2 separate regions of the Rattus norvegicus genome follow, and region 1 is linked to region 2. The links are chromatin contacts, called in public Hi-C maps. All regions are on one chromosome and are shown on one strand. Each heading gives the region's core, a stretch centred on a gene start, on an enhancer-like site or on the middle of the called end of the contact. The rest is flanking DNA. Distances are from core to core; before and after follow the strand shown. Region 1 holds the start of Fto (FTO, alpha-ketoglutarate dependent dioxygenase). Region 2 holds the start of Irx5 (iroquois homeobox 5).

What was found. Hi-C and Micro-C count contacts between places; a contact is called where the count stands out from the background.
Region 1: a contact with region 2 is called in a Hi-C map of mammary epithelial cells, with 3 times the contacts expected there. The contact joins the promoter of Fto here to the promoter of Irx5 in region 2. A contact is called at or near these places in 2 of 12 Hi-C or Micro-C datasets (the Rat2 cell line and mammary epithelial cells).

The regions. Positions count from the first base shown.
Region 1 is chr19:31,863,425-31,870,023 of GRCr8, reverse strand. Fto (FTO, alpha-ketoglutarate dependent dioxygenase) reads left to right here and starts at 5,107. Exons shown (of 9, transcript NM_001039713.1): 1 at 5,107-5,151. The coding sequence starts at 5,107. It overlaps Rpgrip1l (Rpgrip1-like), which reads right to left and starts at 4,793. Exons shown (of 26, transcript NM_001107414.1): 1 at 4,735-4,793; 2 at 1,745-1,836. The coding sequence starts at 1,829.
Region 2 is chr19:30,811,031-30,818,256 of GRCr8, reverse strand. It overlaps Irx5 (iroquois homeobox 5), which reads left to right and starts at 3,427. Exons shown (of 3, transcript NM_001030044.1): 1 at 3,427-3,672; 2 at 4,762-5,167; 3 at 5,319-6,121. The coding sequence starts at 3,427. The coding sequence ends at 6,121. Crnde (colorectal neoplasia differentially expressed) reads right to left here and starts at 1,397. Exons shown (of 3, transcript NR_132649.1): 1 at 966-1,397.

The DNA.
Region 1 (6,599 bases), core at 3,858-6,357, 1.1 Mb before region 2:
TCTATTTTCCAGGTGCTGGGATCACAGGCGTGCACCGTCACACCCACATTTCTCTCCTCTTGACCTACAAATTAAGTTGTGTTCTTTTGTTTTTTAGAAAACTGTTCATGCCAACAATCTTCAGTGAGATTTTTGTGATTAATCCTTCACATATGGTATTAGGGGTCTGAGCGACACCTTGATTCACTGGTGTAGACTAATCACTTTTTCAAAATACAGGAAGGAACTGATTTAGCAGATTCCTAATTCCTATTCCGAGTGCTGGAAAGCTCATAGCTGGAAAAGCCAGGCTGCCCAGTCTGGGAATGCAGCTCAGTGGCGTATAGTACTTGTCTAGTATGTGTGAGGTTCAGTCACTAACATGGCAGCAAGAAGAAGTCTTTGCATCTGCAAATCTATATGTGTTTTTTACAGAGACAAAACTGAACAATTTAGTGAACACGATATTAAGACATTTTTTTCTGGGCTAAGGAGCTAGGATATAGAAAAGTAAAATATCAAACAAATATAAATCCCAAAATAAAGAAAAACTCAAAACCTATGATTTCAAAGTTTCACAGATCATTTCTCCACAAGCTGTTTAATCTATTGAAAATTAACTTTTTGACCTGACATAGTGGCATATACTTTTTTACAAAGTTCCAGCACCCAGAGAGAGAGAGAGGCAGGCAGTGATCTGTGAATTCAAGCCTAGTCGGTCTATATGGTGAGTTCTAGGCCAGCAGAGTATCCATAGTGAGACACTGTCTCAAAAACCAAATCAAACCAAAACAAACCAAACCTAACCCAATCCAACCAAACCCAATAATCTATAACTTTTAAGTATATACAAATATTTAATTTCAATCAATAGTAAAAACTGAGGGTGGCTACTGACGATCAGGATTGCACCTACATAATACCAGAACCCAATCTAAAAACACTTCAAATTTATTCGTATTTGAATACCTGGTTCTGGCTCCATTATCTAACTCAAGGCCTAAACGGCCTTCCTTTTAACAACAGGTGTGGTCAATTTGTTCCCATGAGCCATATACTTACTACCTTTCTAAGGCAGTTAAGCCTGGCTCCAGACACTGTTATAATTAAAAGGTGTATGTACGGTCCTTAAGAGACATGCGAAGTTAGTGGCACAGATGTTTGACTGGCTTTGTCACAAACATGAACCTGGCTCTCCAGGCCCTGCTGTTCTTTAAAGCAGTGCTTTGCCTTCTCAGTTGAAAATACTCTTCGGTTCTACAGGAACAACTAAATGCTAAAAGGATAAAGAAAGCCTTTAATGTATATTAATGTGGTTGAAAACTCACTGTCACTTGCATAAACAGGCCATTTTGAGATACTCTACTTGAAAGGCAAAAATTTTAAAATATGGTATTTCCTCCCATATAAAATTTAAACATAAAGAAGTGTTTTAATGGTGAATGTGATTTAAACCAGGCAATTCAGTTTGGGGTCCTGATACTCTATGCAGCTTCTACCGATGTGAGGAATTTTAAAAAGATGATTTATAACAACTCTTTATCAGAGCAGAGGGGGATCTTGCATTTGCTATGAGCTGTTGATAATTGATGCTTGCAGTAAAATACCATATGTGTTCTAAACTCTCCATATTGTTTAGTCCAATCAAGAGCTATATAGTTCCTTAAATGGCTGGGTTTGTATGGCTATCAGAAATACTTTAAATTAAAAGTAAAGAAATTACTGATCAAAGTTCATAACTGTAATAAATAACAGGTGGCCATACCTTGTAACCCTCCAATTCCAAAGAGATGTAGACCTGTATCTTTCACCGGCAGGTCTCCTGCTGTCTCGTCACTTGGGCCAGACATGGCTTATCTGTGGAGAAAAGAAAATTCAAACAAACTCTTCCTAGGTTATTGCATTAACTATGCAGTAGAATGAGCCAAATAAAGTGGCTGGGAAACGAGGCTGTAATGGACGCGTTATTGCCCACATGTGCTGTCTGAGCAAGATGAAAGCTCTCATCCTAGAAGGAACACTGCACCCAATCATGAGCACTGTCTTCTCCGAGCAGAGGATTTCTGCCAGTTTCCTTAGGAAATGCGCTAAGATTATCATTCTTCCTTTCCTTATTCGTCTATCCGAAACAACGGCAAACCCTTCTATAGTCAAGAAATACTGCCATCCCTACTCCTTTCCTTAAAGAAAGCATGAATTCTAGGGTGAAAAAATAGAAAACAACAACAACAACAACAACAACAAAAACAAAAAACCCCAAACAAACAAAAACCACAACTCAGGTCATGTTAAATAGTTTTTATGGGCTGGAGAGATGGAGACATGATTCAGAGGTTAAGAGCACTGATGCTCTTCCAAAGGTCCCGAGTTCAATTCCCAGCAACCATATGGTGGCTCACAACCATCTATAATGAGATCTGGTGCCCTCTTCTGGTCTGTAGGCATACATGCAGGCAGAAAGCTGTATATGTATACATAATAAATAAATATTAAAAAAAATAGTTTGTTGTATCATCTCATAGTTGGCCAAGTCATTAAGTTTACCTAATTTTAAACACAGAACAAATTATACCCACCTCATTGTCATTCTAAAAGCGAGTGAGATAGATACAAACTGAAGGCATTTAGCAAATGTGCGGGGTACGTAGAGAGTCTAGGAATGCCTACAGACTGCCTGGTGTGCAAATGAACGGCACCTTTCAAGCTTCGAAAAGGAGGCTCCATATGTTCATGGTGTGCTTTTACTTTAGCCTCACCCCTCCTTTGTTACTTCACGTAGGTTCCAGGGATTAGCTATTGGCTTGTTCTAGAACTTCTACTTTCTTTTCTCTATAGAGACATAACACAGTCAGTTAGTTTTGCATCTGGACATGAATAGACAGTGTATATTAAGCAAATAAATGGCGATATAAAGGAACAGTCGAGGAAGGTCTGGATGTAAACTGTTAGTGAAGTGTCTTGTGAGGAGGAGACTTGCGAGTTCTAGAATGTTGGCTGTAGAATGTGAAAGCCAAGAAGTCAGAACACTCGTTCCTCGTGTTCGCCTGTGTCTCAGAAGCTGGCACAGAATGTGGCACACTCAGTGAGCAGCATTGATTAGGCTGTCACTTGAATGGATGAAGGGAGCTCTTGGATTTCGGTGTCTGAAAGCCGAGACTTGGCTACATACATGTGCATGAAGAGTATCTCTTGGAGAGAGGGGGCCCGGAACTTTGATCGGAACTCATGATGGGCTGAGAACCAGTGCTGGGGACAAATGTCTCAAGGTATGACTACAGAAGATGATGCTAACACATGCTGCTCACTGTGCTTCCAGGGCACATAAGCAATGTCTACTCAAATGGCTGCTGACCTACAAACAGAAGCTAAGACAAGGCGCTCAGTCGCTCAAGGTCATTCACTCAGGAATCAGTTGTTTGGTGATAGTTCTGGTTATTACGACTGAGAAGGAAATTGTTATTAGCCTGAAGTAGGCAGATGCCATGGCGAACGCTCCCTCTTTGCTCTCAGTGATCCACTTACACTCTCCTCTGCTTTCCTCAAGCCTGGCACGCTTTTTATTTAATTCCAAAGGCTCTTCTCTAGCTGTTCCCTCATACTTCAGAGCTCAGCCCAACTTGCCCTTCCTTAGACAGAGTTTCCTTTACAGTTCTGTGTTAATTTTCTTCCCGGTTTCTAACTTCTTTTTTTAAGGGAAGCCTATGCAAGCTAGGCTAACATGAAATTCACCAAGAACCCTAAACACACTGGCCTCAAATTCTCTATTTTTGCTTTCCTTCCTTCTTTCTTTCTTTCTTTCTTTCTTTCTTTCTTTCTTTCTTTCTTTCTTTCTTTCTCTCTTTCTTTTTTTTAGGCCTCACTATGTAAACCTTGCTGGAATTCAGAGATCTACTTGCTTCTATGTCTATGGTTAATGGCGAGTGCCACCCTGCCCTGTGCATGCAGACTCGATCTGCCCCGAGTGGCACCACACCCTACTGTGGTTTCTTACAGCCTTTGTCACCATCCCAGAGTTGTTCAGTAATTCATTGTCTTGGAATTCATTTTTTAACCTAGCATAGGATATTTTCACACTTATATCATATTTTCTTGCTTATATACGTCCCCCTACCCTGTCACCTCCATCTCTCTAGCTTCCTCTCACTGGTCTCCTTCCTCCCCCAAAATAGTCCCCCTTCTGCTATCTGATGTCACATAGTGGGCATCATCGCCATGAATTTATTATTATTGAATGAATAAATGAATGCCAGGCACTGAATTTAAACAAAATCTCTGCCCTGTAATGGCTATAACTGACTGTGGTGGTGGGAACTTGAGGCAAGACCTATTACTGAATTTGAGACCAGCCTGGGCTAAATAGCTAGTTTAAGGCCAGGCTGGAATACATAGGGAGACCCCTTCTTTAAAAAAAAAATAAATAAATAAATAAAAAATCGACAATCAGCAACAACAGTAACAACCCCCTTGGGAGGCTTAGGCTCTACCATCCAATCTCAAATCCTGGGAAATAGAGCGAACTATTACTGTGACTTTGAGTTGTAGCCAATATGATAAGAATTGGCGAGGTTTCTGGCTGGACAGGGCAGACTGTGATGCAGGCCTGAGTATATGGAGGTGTGTCGGGATAGACTGCTTTTTACGCAAGAATCCCAGGTCTACATAGCCCGGGCCTCGGAACAGACTCCAGGCCCTCATCTGTGAGGCAGTGGAAGGGTCGGCCAACCTGCATCAGCCCCCACCTCACAGGGTACTCACCTCCGCGTTCCCCCTCAGCTACCTACCGTTGCTATAGCGCCCAGGGCGCGAGCCTCTGCAGGCCCAGAGGAGCACGGGAAAACAGCGGGTCCCGTTACTCACTGGGAAATGTAGTTCTCTGTAGGTTCCCGGTCGTCGGCGGGTCGCGTAGCGGACTACGCTAGCCTTGCTGGCTGACTGGAGAAATTCGGCTCCGAAGCCCAAGGAGTTCTCGGGATTCTCGCGGAGCATTCTGGGAGGGGTAGTTCTTCTAGGTATCAGAGACAATGGCGCCAGGCGGGAGACAGTCGTTGAAAGAACTACACACAGGAGGCGGGGTCCAGGGCGAGGGCGGACACGGCCCACGGTGGCGAAGGCGGCTTTAGAAGCAGCATGAAGCGCGTCCAGACCGCGGAGGAACGGGAGCGGGAAGCTAAGGTTTGTGGGGCTCCGGGCATCTGGGATTCTGCGTTAGTCCGGGGCTAGAGGCAGGGAACCCGCAGACCCGCTGGGATGGCTGAGTGGATGCTCGGCGTTAAGCCAAGGGATGTCAGGGCCTTGTTTGCAGGAGACTGCAGACGTGGTGTGTGTGAGTGTGCGCGCGCACGTCTGTGCTGTAAATTCGTATTGCTCTGGATGCAGATCTGGATACAGTTAGACTTGGTCAGAAATGAAAAGATAGACGTCTAAGTCCGTGTCCTGCTTCTTGTAGCTATTCCTTGGTTATATTTGTAGCCACTCTCGTGCTTCAGTTTACCAGTTTACCGCCTGTGTCTTTTCAGCTCTAGAGGAACTGAGCCACAGAATCTGTATGGTGAACTGTTTTTATTTGGATCATTGCCTTAATAGCCAGATGACTCTTCTGCGTGGTCACATCAAATACGTTTTCCATAGCTTCTGTGGCTAGTACATTCCTGGACTCTGTCGTTGTTGTTCAGCTTTCTGACAGTGGACATTCCGTGGGATAATAGTAAGAACAGCAACATTTCCAGCAACTTTTATATCGAATACCTGCATTAAATGTATAATTATTTCATATCATTGCAGCAGATAGCAAAACAGATATTACATAGGTAGTATAAACTGTCTGTTTTGAAGATGAACAGTGGAAGCTCAATGTTTTCCTTTCCCCCATTCCCAAAGTTGGGACCTATTGATCAGTCCACTTTTTCATTTCTATTACCTCGGGTGAAATTACCGTGGTCACTCAGTGGATTGTCACTACAGCCTCCTGCTTGGGCTCTATTCATTCTCATCTTAGATCTTCTGTACCTGTCTCCTCCCGCAATCATATCCTTCCCCACCCTCTTTAGAGAGTGATTTTTTTCTCTTCAGAATTTAAATATAGTTATGACCCACTGGCAGCCACCCATTCAAAACTCCATCAAGGACCTGTGCTGCTTAGGATAACTACAAAACACAACCTGAAAGATCCTGCATGGTTTGGGTCTACTGTGCTTCCTCACAGCCTCAGTGGACACAACAGATTCTGCCCATCTTAGAAGTCTCTCTCGTCTGTAGTTCATTTGGTCAAAGGCCTCTGGGTAGGTTGGGTATGCAGTTTGGTGTTTATTCTCTGGTAGGTAAATATTTGGCAGTGAGGCTCCGTGGGAAATAAAACAGGCGGTCATAGAATTTTGTCTCGTTAAGATTAAGTCAGTAGACCTAAGGATGGACCGTTCGGAATCTTCTGTGTGAAGGCCTGAGTTATGTATTTTGCAGACATGGAAACAGAGTCTGGCAGAAGCTATCCTTTGCTTGGGCTATTTCTTTTCTAGGTGGGATTAGAGATCAGAGTCAGCCCCTATGACTAATCTCCTAGCTCTTTCTGTGACAGTCACTGAAAACAAGGCTCGGGTAGCTGTTTTAAATTTTAGACAGTGTCC
Region 2 (7,226 bases), core at 2,178-4,677:
CCTCCTTTGCACTTGATAGAAACAATGACAGCCCGACTTGTCCAGAACTTGAAGAGCCAGCTCCATGCCAGATCTTGGCAGCACAATCGTGGGTCTTATTTTAAAGCTCTATGTTTTAAGAGCTAGGCATAACTGGATCCTTGCAGACATGACAAACCAATAAACCCTTGGCAAGTTTTTAAGTGAAGCTTAACAAGCCTACATTAAAAACAACCAGAGTAACCTATCCGTAGTACAACGTTTAGAAATATACGAATGCAGCAGTAAGGGAAATAACGTCTTAGCGACTTTGCTTGAGGGAATATAGGTCCTACCTCTGCTGGTGTATAAAGATCCTCAGCGACAAGAGACCCCCCAACTACAGCTAACAAAGTGAGCAACTTCCCAAATGGAAAAGTTCATTGAACAGAAAGGAGAAATGAGTGTGTGAGGGTGGGGGCGGGGAGTGGACTGTGGATCCTCCCCTAGTATCAAGATAAAAAGTTAAAACCTTGTGTTTACCAACAAGAATGTGTTTACCAAGAGAGAATATACAAGCTTTCTTCTAAACAGGGAGAGAGGACGCCAGATGCTATCTGAATTCTGTCTGCCTGCTAATGATCAGCTTTAGCCTTTCCTAACTTATTAAAAACGATTCTGTATCAGACATAGGCGGCCAAGGCCAGCAGAGCGGCAGAGCCATCAGTGTGCAAATAAAGCAGAAAATAGAGACATCCTTAAGAAATGAGCCTTAAATTTGATGTAAAGCGGAGGTGACAACCACCGAAACAAAAACATAAATTCTAAATGTTTCCATGTCTTGCGGGGTTCTTTCTTGTCCTTCACACCAAAAAGAAGAGAGTAGAAAAATATAGAGTGGGGAGTAAGATGGGGAGGGGGAGACAGAAACAACCAAGCCGCCCAAGTGGCAGGATTATGTAATGAGGATGTCCGCGTGACAGACTTGGGCTCTCGGTGGCACAAACCTCCTTGGCTCGCTTTCAGAAGTCTTCGTCCTGGACCAGAGCCGAGACACTGATGTCCGGGACACGCGTGGGCCAGGGAGACACGCCCACGCGCGCCTGCTCGCACGCAGACCGCCCGACCCGGCTGCGTCCACGCCATCCGCTTGGTGCGCGGCTCTGCGCGGGCCGCGGACGCTCCCTCGTGGCAGGCCGCGCCGACCGTTAGTCCGGCTGAGCGGGCGGAGCCGGGGGGCGGTACGGCCGCGGGAGGCGGGGACCCGCGCGTCGGGGCGGGGACGCTCCCTGTAGAACTCCGGCCTGCCCCGAACCCCGAATGGTTAGCCGGAGAGGCAGCCTCAGGCTGCTTCACGCTCCCCGGGGCTCCGGCTCCGCAACCCTGTCAGCCTAGCTCACAGCCCGCCGCCTCAGCGGCGGACCGCTTCTGGTCTCCATGACAATACGCAGACGAAGACCCTCCCAGCCACGCCCCCTCGACGCTAGCACTCTGAGGGAAGCGGACTACGTCATCCAGAGGTGGGGCTAATGGATACCGACGCCCAATCAGAGGTGAAGCTGTGTCCGGGGAGGGCGGGATGGGCCTAGAGGTTCTTGGAGAATGTAGTCCGCGGGGGTCCAACCTCTTGGGGGCGGAACCTGTAGCCTGAGTGCTAAGTAAGGGGGCAGCCTGCGCGCGTGCGTAAAAGCGCGCCGCGGTGAGGGTCCCTGTGCAGTCAGTGGGGGGGCGGGGGGGGGAGGGGCACGGCCCTAGCTAATCAAACTGTTTGCGGGCCAGAGAGAATCATTGCAGGAAAATTTGTATATAGTTACGCTCCGGCCTGAGCGTGGCGAGGTTGTGAAAGGCCACAAAATGTTTGGTGTGTGCACTCTGCGGCCGTCCGTCCTGGTTCACCAGCGCCCCTGTCTGTCCCATAGCTTCAGTGCGTCTGTAATTTGCGGCGGCGGGAGGTGGAGACCAGGGGCGAGGGTCTGTTTTGCCTTCTCACTGTGTGGCCGTGGGAGGTTGCGCGCGGGGGGGGGGGGCGCGTTCCGAGAACTCTGCCTGTGACTCTGTGATGTGTATTCGCCTGGCCAGCGCCTCGCTAAACAAACAGCGGTTGGGTTGGACACTGTTCTGCCCAGTGTTTGCAGTGGAACTGGGGCGAAGGCGAGAGAGGGGGAAGGCGATTTAGTGGAACAAAAGGGACGAGATCCCACACCCTCCGGCCCCAAAGATCTGACAGGGCGAGGTGCCCGTGGCCAGCCATGAGAAGCAGGCAACGCTACGTGGGATGGCAATGGGGCCGGGGGCTTCTGGGGGACCTATTCGAGTAGAACAGCGTCTCCGTCGGGCATTCTTGCCCACTGCTTTCCTCTCTCCAGAGAAAAGCCACAACCCCCGCCAGAGACCCCAGAGTCTCCTCTCTCGCCTCCTCTAGGCTGGTGGATGGAAGGCCCGGCTTGGGTCCTTCAGCTTAGGCCTGGCTCTTGCCCACCTGCTGCAGCGGCTGGCGCAGAAAGGCGGTCACCCCGGCTTCGCTGTGCCCCGGGAGGCGGCATCCATCGACTCTCCCTGGGACCTGAATTCCAGGTCTCCAGCTCAACCTAGAGACCTCCGGCAGGAGGGAGAAGAACCACCTCCCAGCCCAGTTTTCTGGAGAACAAGACGTCCACCAACTTCGCTATTCTCACTGGCGAGGAGGGCACAGAGCGTTCTCCCGAGCGCAGCCCTCCGCATCTTTCCCTTTGTGTTGCCGAGCGGCCCAAGCCACGACCAGGGCCAGTGGTGCGTCGAGATTGCCGCTCCGCCCAGAGTTAGAAAGAGGAGAAGAAAGTTGGAAGCGATCGGCGTGCTTGGGCTGTGATTGTCATCCTGGGGCCGGCGCTCGAGAGTCTGAGAGAGAAGGAGAGGAAGAGTCGGGGAGGGAGGAGGGGGAGGCCGGGCAGAGGAGGAGAGGGGGGTGGCGGTGGAGAGGCGGGCGCTAGGGAGGGGCGAGGGGAGCGCCAGTGAGCGGGAGAGGAGCCGGGGAGGAACAGGGAGAGGGCGAGACGCGCCTGGCGGCCGGGTTGGCTGCCGCCGGCCAGAGGCTCCTGCCAGTCCCCCCACCGACTACACCCCGGGAAGGAGGAGCTTCGCGCGCGCACAAGGCGTCAGAATCCTCAATTTCCAACTTAGCATCTTGGCAGGACCTTTGCAAAGCCAAAAGCAGAGCCCCCCGGTGCAAAGAGCGAGGGAGGGGGGGTGGGGGGAGAGAAAGCCTAGCCCGGGCAAGCGGGGCGCGCAGAGGAGCGGGCGCGGCGGTCGCAGCCGGAGGCGCGCGGGAAGCCAACCAGGAGGCGCCGCGGGCCGGAGCCCGGGAGCCGAGACTCGAAGAGCTGCGGCCCGGGGCAGCCAGAGGCCAGGTGCCCACTCGCTCGCCCTCTCAGGGCGCCGCCCGGCTCGTTGGCCGCCGCGGCGCGGCGCGCCCCATGCCCGTGTGTGGCCATGTCCTACCCGCAGGGCTACTTGTACCAGCCGTCCGCCTCGCTGGCGCTCTACTCGTGCCCCGCATACAGCACCAGCGTCATTTCGGGGCCCCGCACGGATGAGCTCGGCCGCTCTTCTTCGGGCTCCGCATTCTCGCCCTACGCTGGCTCCACTGCCTTCACGGCTCCCTCGCCGGGCTACAACTCGCACCTCCAGTACGGTGCCGATCCCGCGGCTGCGGCCGCCGCCGCCTTCTCGTACGTGGTGAGTGTGAGCTGGGTCCGAGGCGGGCTGGCAAGCGGGCAGTCGGGGCCAGGCCTGCAGAGCCCGGCTGCGGTGGACACGGGCCTAGGCGCCACCTCACCCGCCAAGCTTTGCGGCCCTTGCAAACTTGAGCGATTGTCTTGTTCGGCTTTACTCGAGCCGCGGGCTCCGGAATCACTCTAGCGAAAGCCGCGTCTTGCTGGGATCGCCGAGCTGAAGGGAAAGGTTTGGGGCGCGGGGGAGGGGGGATTGGTCTTTGCTATGAAGAACAACATTTGCCCCAGAGCTCTGGGACAGACCGCAAATTTCTTCTTCTTCCTCTTTCTTTCTTTTGGTTTTGCCATGTTGGAAAAGTAGTTCAAAAGAAGCAGACCCGAATTCTGAACAGTAGCAGCATGCTAAATCTATGTAAATGTGTTTGGCCCCGCCTTTAATTAATCCCCCAAAATGTTGCAAATCCGTAATCCTATCTTCGCAATCCGATTTGAAAGTATTAAATTTCTGAAACGTCCAGCGAGGTGCGGTGTATCCGGGTTTTTACGGCAGGGTGTGCTTTCTGGAAAAGCGCAACGGCTTCGGTTAGGGATAGCATTTTTGAACCGTCGGTGTGCAGGCTACTGAGGCTCAGCTTGTCTGTAGGGTTTCTTTGAAGATTAAAGAAAGAGCCTTTACTTCCCTTGCTGTACCCCTTGAGCCCAACATGCGGCCACTCTGGAGCAGAGCTCTGAGTCGCTGCTGAGGCTGCTCAGGCCTCTAAGAGAACCGTGGGCCCTTCCGTAGAGGCCAGATCTGAGACCTGGGCACCGAGGTTCCCCAGCAGACAGTGGCCTCCAAGGTGGTGTGTTAAGTTCTGAACAGCCTCTGGGGTCCCCAAGGGCCAGATTTAGAAATTGGGGGTCTTGCTGCCTTCGGAGGAGGGGGAAGGTGGTCTTGTGTTTTAACTAGCTAGCTCTGTCTGCCTCAGGGGAAGCTGGAGTGCGGGCCGCGCTGGCACGCAGAACCAGGGACAGAGGGCAAGTGGGTTTCAGCCTTTTAGGTGGCCATGTAGCCCATACCCTCACTCACCTAATCTCTGCCTGTCCCCCACAGGGCTCTCCCTATGACCACACTCCCGGTATGGCGGGTTCCTTGGGATATCACCCTTACGCCGCACCTCTGGGCTCCTATCCTTATGGGGATCCCGCGTACCGGAAGAACGCCACTCGGGACGCCACTGCCACTCTCAAGGCCTGGCTCAATGAGCACCGAAAGAACCCGTATCCCACTAAGGGCGAGAAGATCATGCTGGCCATCATCACCAAAATGACCCTCACCCAGGTGTCCACCTGGTTCGCCAACGCGCGCCGGCGCCTCAAGAAAGAGAACAAGATGACGTGGACGCCACGGAACCGCAGCGAGGACGAGGAGGAGGAGGAGAACATTGATCTGGAAAAGAACGACGAGGACGAGCCACAGAAGCCCGAGGACAAGGGCGACCTCGAGGGCCCCGAAGCAGGTTGGTGGATGCGGGAAAGGGTGTGTTGAGAGGGACTCGAAAGGCAAAGGGGGCCTGGAGGGGGCGCGCACGGGTCCCTGCCTCTGCTGGCAGGAACCCGGGCCGGGCCGCGTGGCCTCCACTCCTCTGACAGCCTGGGTTTTGCCCACAGGAGGAACAGAGCAGAAGGCGGCTGCGGGCTGCGAACGGCTGCAGGGGCCGCTCAGCCCCGCCGGCAAGGAAACTGAAGGCAGCCTCAGCGACTCGGATTTTAAAGAGTCGCCCTCCGAAGGCCGCCACGATGACCTGCCCAGGCCCCCGCGTGCAGGCGAGCCCTCCCCGGCTGGGCCCGCAACTGCGCGTCTGGCGGAGGATGCGGGTCCTCACTACCCTGCGGGTGCGCCGGCGCCCGGCCCGCACCCATCAGCCGGAGAGTTGCCCCCCGGCTCGGGCGGATCCTCGGTCATCCACTCACCACCGCCACCTCCGCCACCGCCTCCGGCCGTGCTAGCCAAGCCCAAACTGTGGTCTCTGGCAGAGATAGCCACATCCTCGGACAAGGTCAAGGACGGGGGCGGAGGGAGCGAGGGCTCTCCGTGCCCACCGTGCCCCGGGCCCATAGGCGGGCAAACCCTTGGAGGCAGCCGCGCTTCTCCTGCTCCGGCGCCCGCACGCTCACCCTCGGCGCAGTGTCCCTTTCCTGGCGGGACCGTGCTGTCCCGGCCTCTCTACTACACGGCGCCCTTCTATCCGGGCTACACGAACTATGGCTCCTTCGGACATCTTCACGGCCACCCAGGGCCAGGGCCAGGCCCTACAGCGGGTCCTGGCTCTCATTTCAATGGATTAAACCAGACGGTGTTGAATCGTGCGGACGTTTTGGCTAAAGACCCGAAAATGTTGCGGAGCCAGTCTCAGCTAGACCTGTGCAAAGACTCCCCCTATGAATTGAAGAAAGGTATGTCCGACATTTAACTCTGGTGCGGTAACCCCGGACTTTCCTAATTTATTAAAACCATGGCCTTGGCAGTTATTTTTCCATCATCAAGAGAGAGAGAGAGAGAGAGAGAGAGAGAGAGAGAGAAAGAAAAAAACCTACCCCTCTTATTCAGAAGTTTATAGTTTATGGAGATGGATGGCATAAAAATGTATACATCTCCACACTCGAAAAAAATTGTTTTAGCCAACTGAAAAGAAAAAAAAAAACTTAAGAGGATTTGTATTAAATCTTATTCTGTATATTTAATGTAGCATTTTGTATTTAAATTGATAATTCAGTATCTTTGAAGTAAATTATGAAATCAAAACACCTGTACAGGCATTTAATGTTTTTGTAATATAAATATATACATTTGTGTTCCCCCAAAACTGTTTCATAGTTTAAAAATACAAGTTTAATTTAATTTTTTTACACCTATTGATTTTTCTGGATATGAGCTAAAGTATTATTACAGAAAGGAAACAGGTTATACGCTTAGATTTAAAAAGTAAGAGAAACTGCGGTGGTCTTTGTAAAATGCAAAATATTTAATTAAAGGAGATTTTAACATAATCAGAGCCACTTTTACTTCTCAGATGCCTCAATAAATTGTCAATTGCCTGGGTCAAAAGGTGCAACTGTAACTTTTTTCAAAGTGGGAATGAAAGGTGCAGTCACAGACAGTGTGTCGGGGCGGGGCGGGGGTTTTCACAAATTAGGCCACAAACCCGTGGGGGAGCGGCCCGGTCTGGGACCGAGGATTTGGATCATCCTTGCGGTGTGCTTGAGGGGGAGGGAGATTGGACCCTGGAGGAGTGAGAAGAGCCCCAAGTGTGTTCCAGAAGGGAGAAAAAGGATGACAAACCAAGGCAGAGTCGCACACCACCCGAGAGCCATCGCTTAACCTAATTACTTCCAATCAGTGTCGTGTTTTATGCAAAGCAATCAGCTGGTGAACTTTGCTAATGAGTTCGATTTTATGCCGGATTTAGCCCATATTACTATTTCAAAGGTGCTGTTAGCTAATGCGGGCAAGGAGCGGTAGGGGATGCCAAGTGGGAAGGCGCCATCTCCACTACCCCTTCAAAATTGGGCACTGAT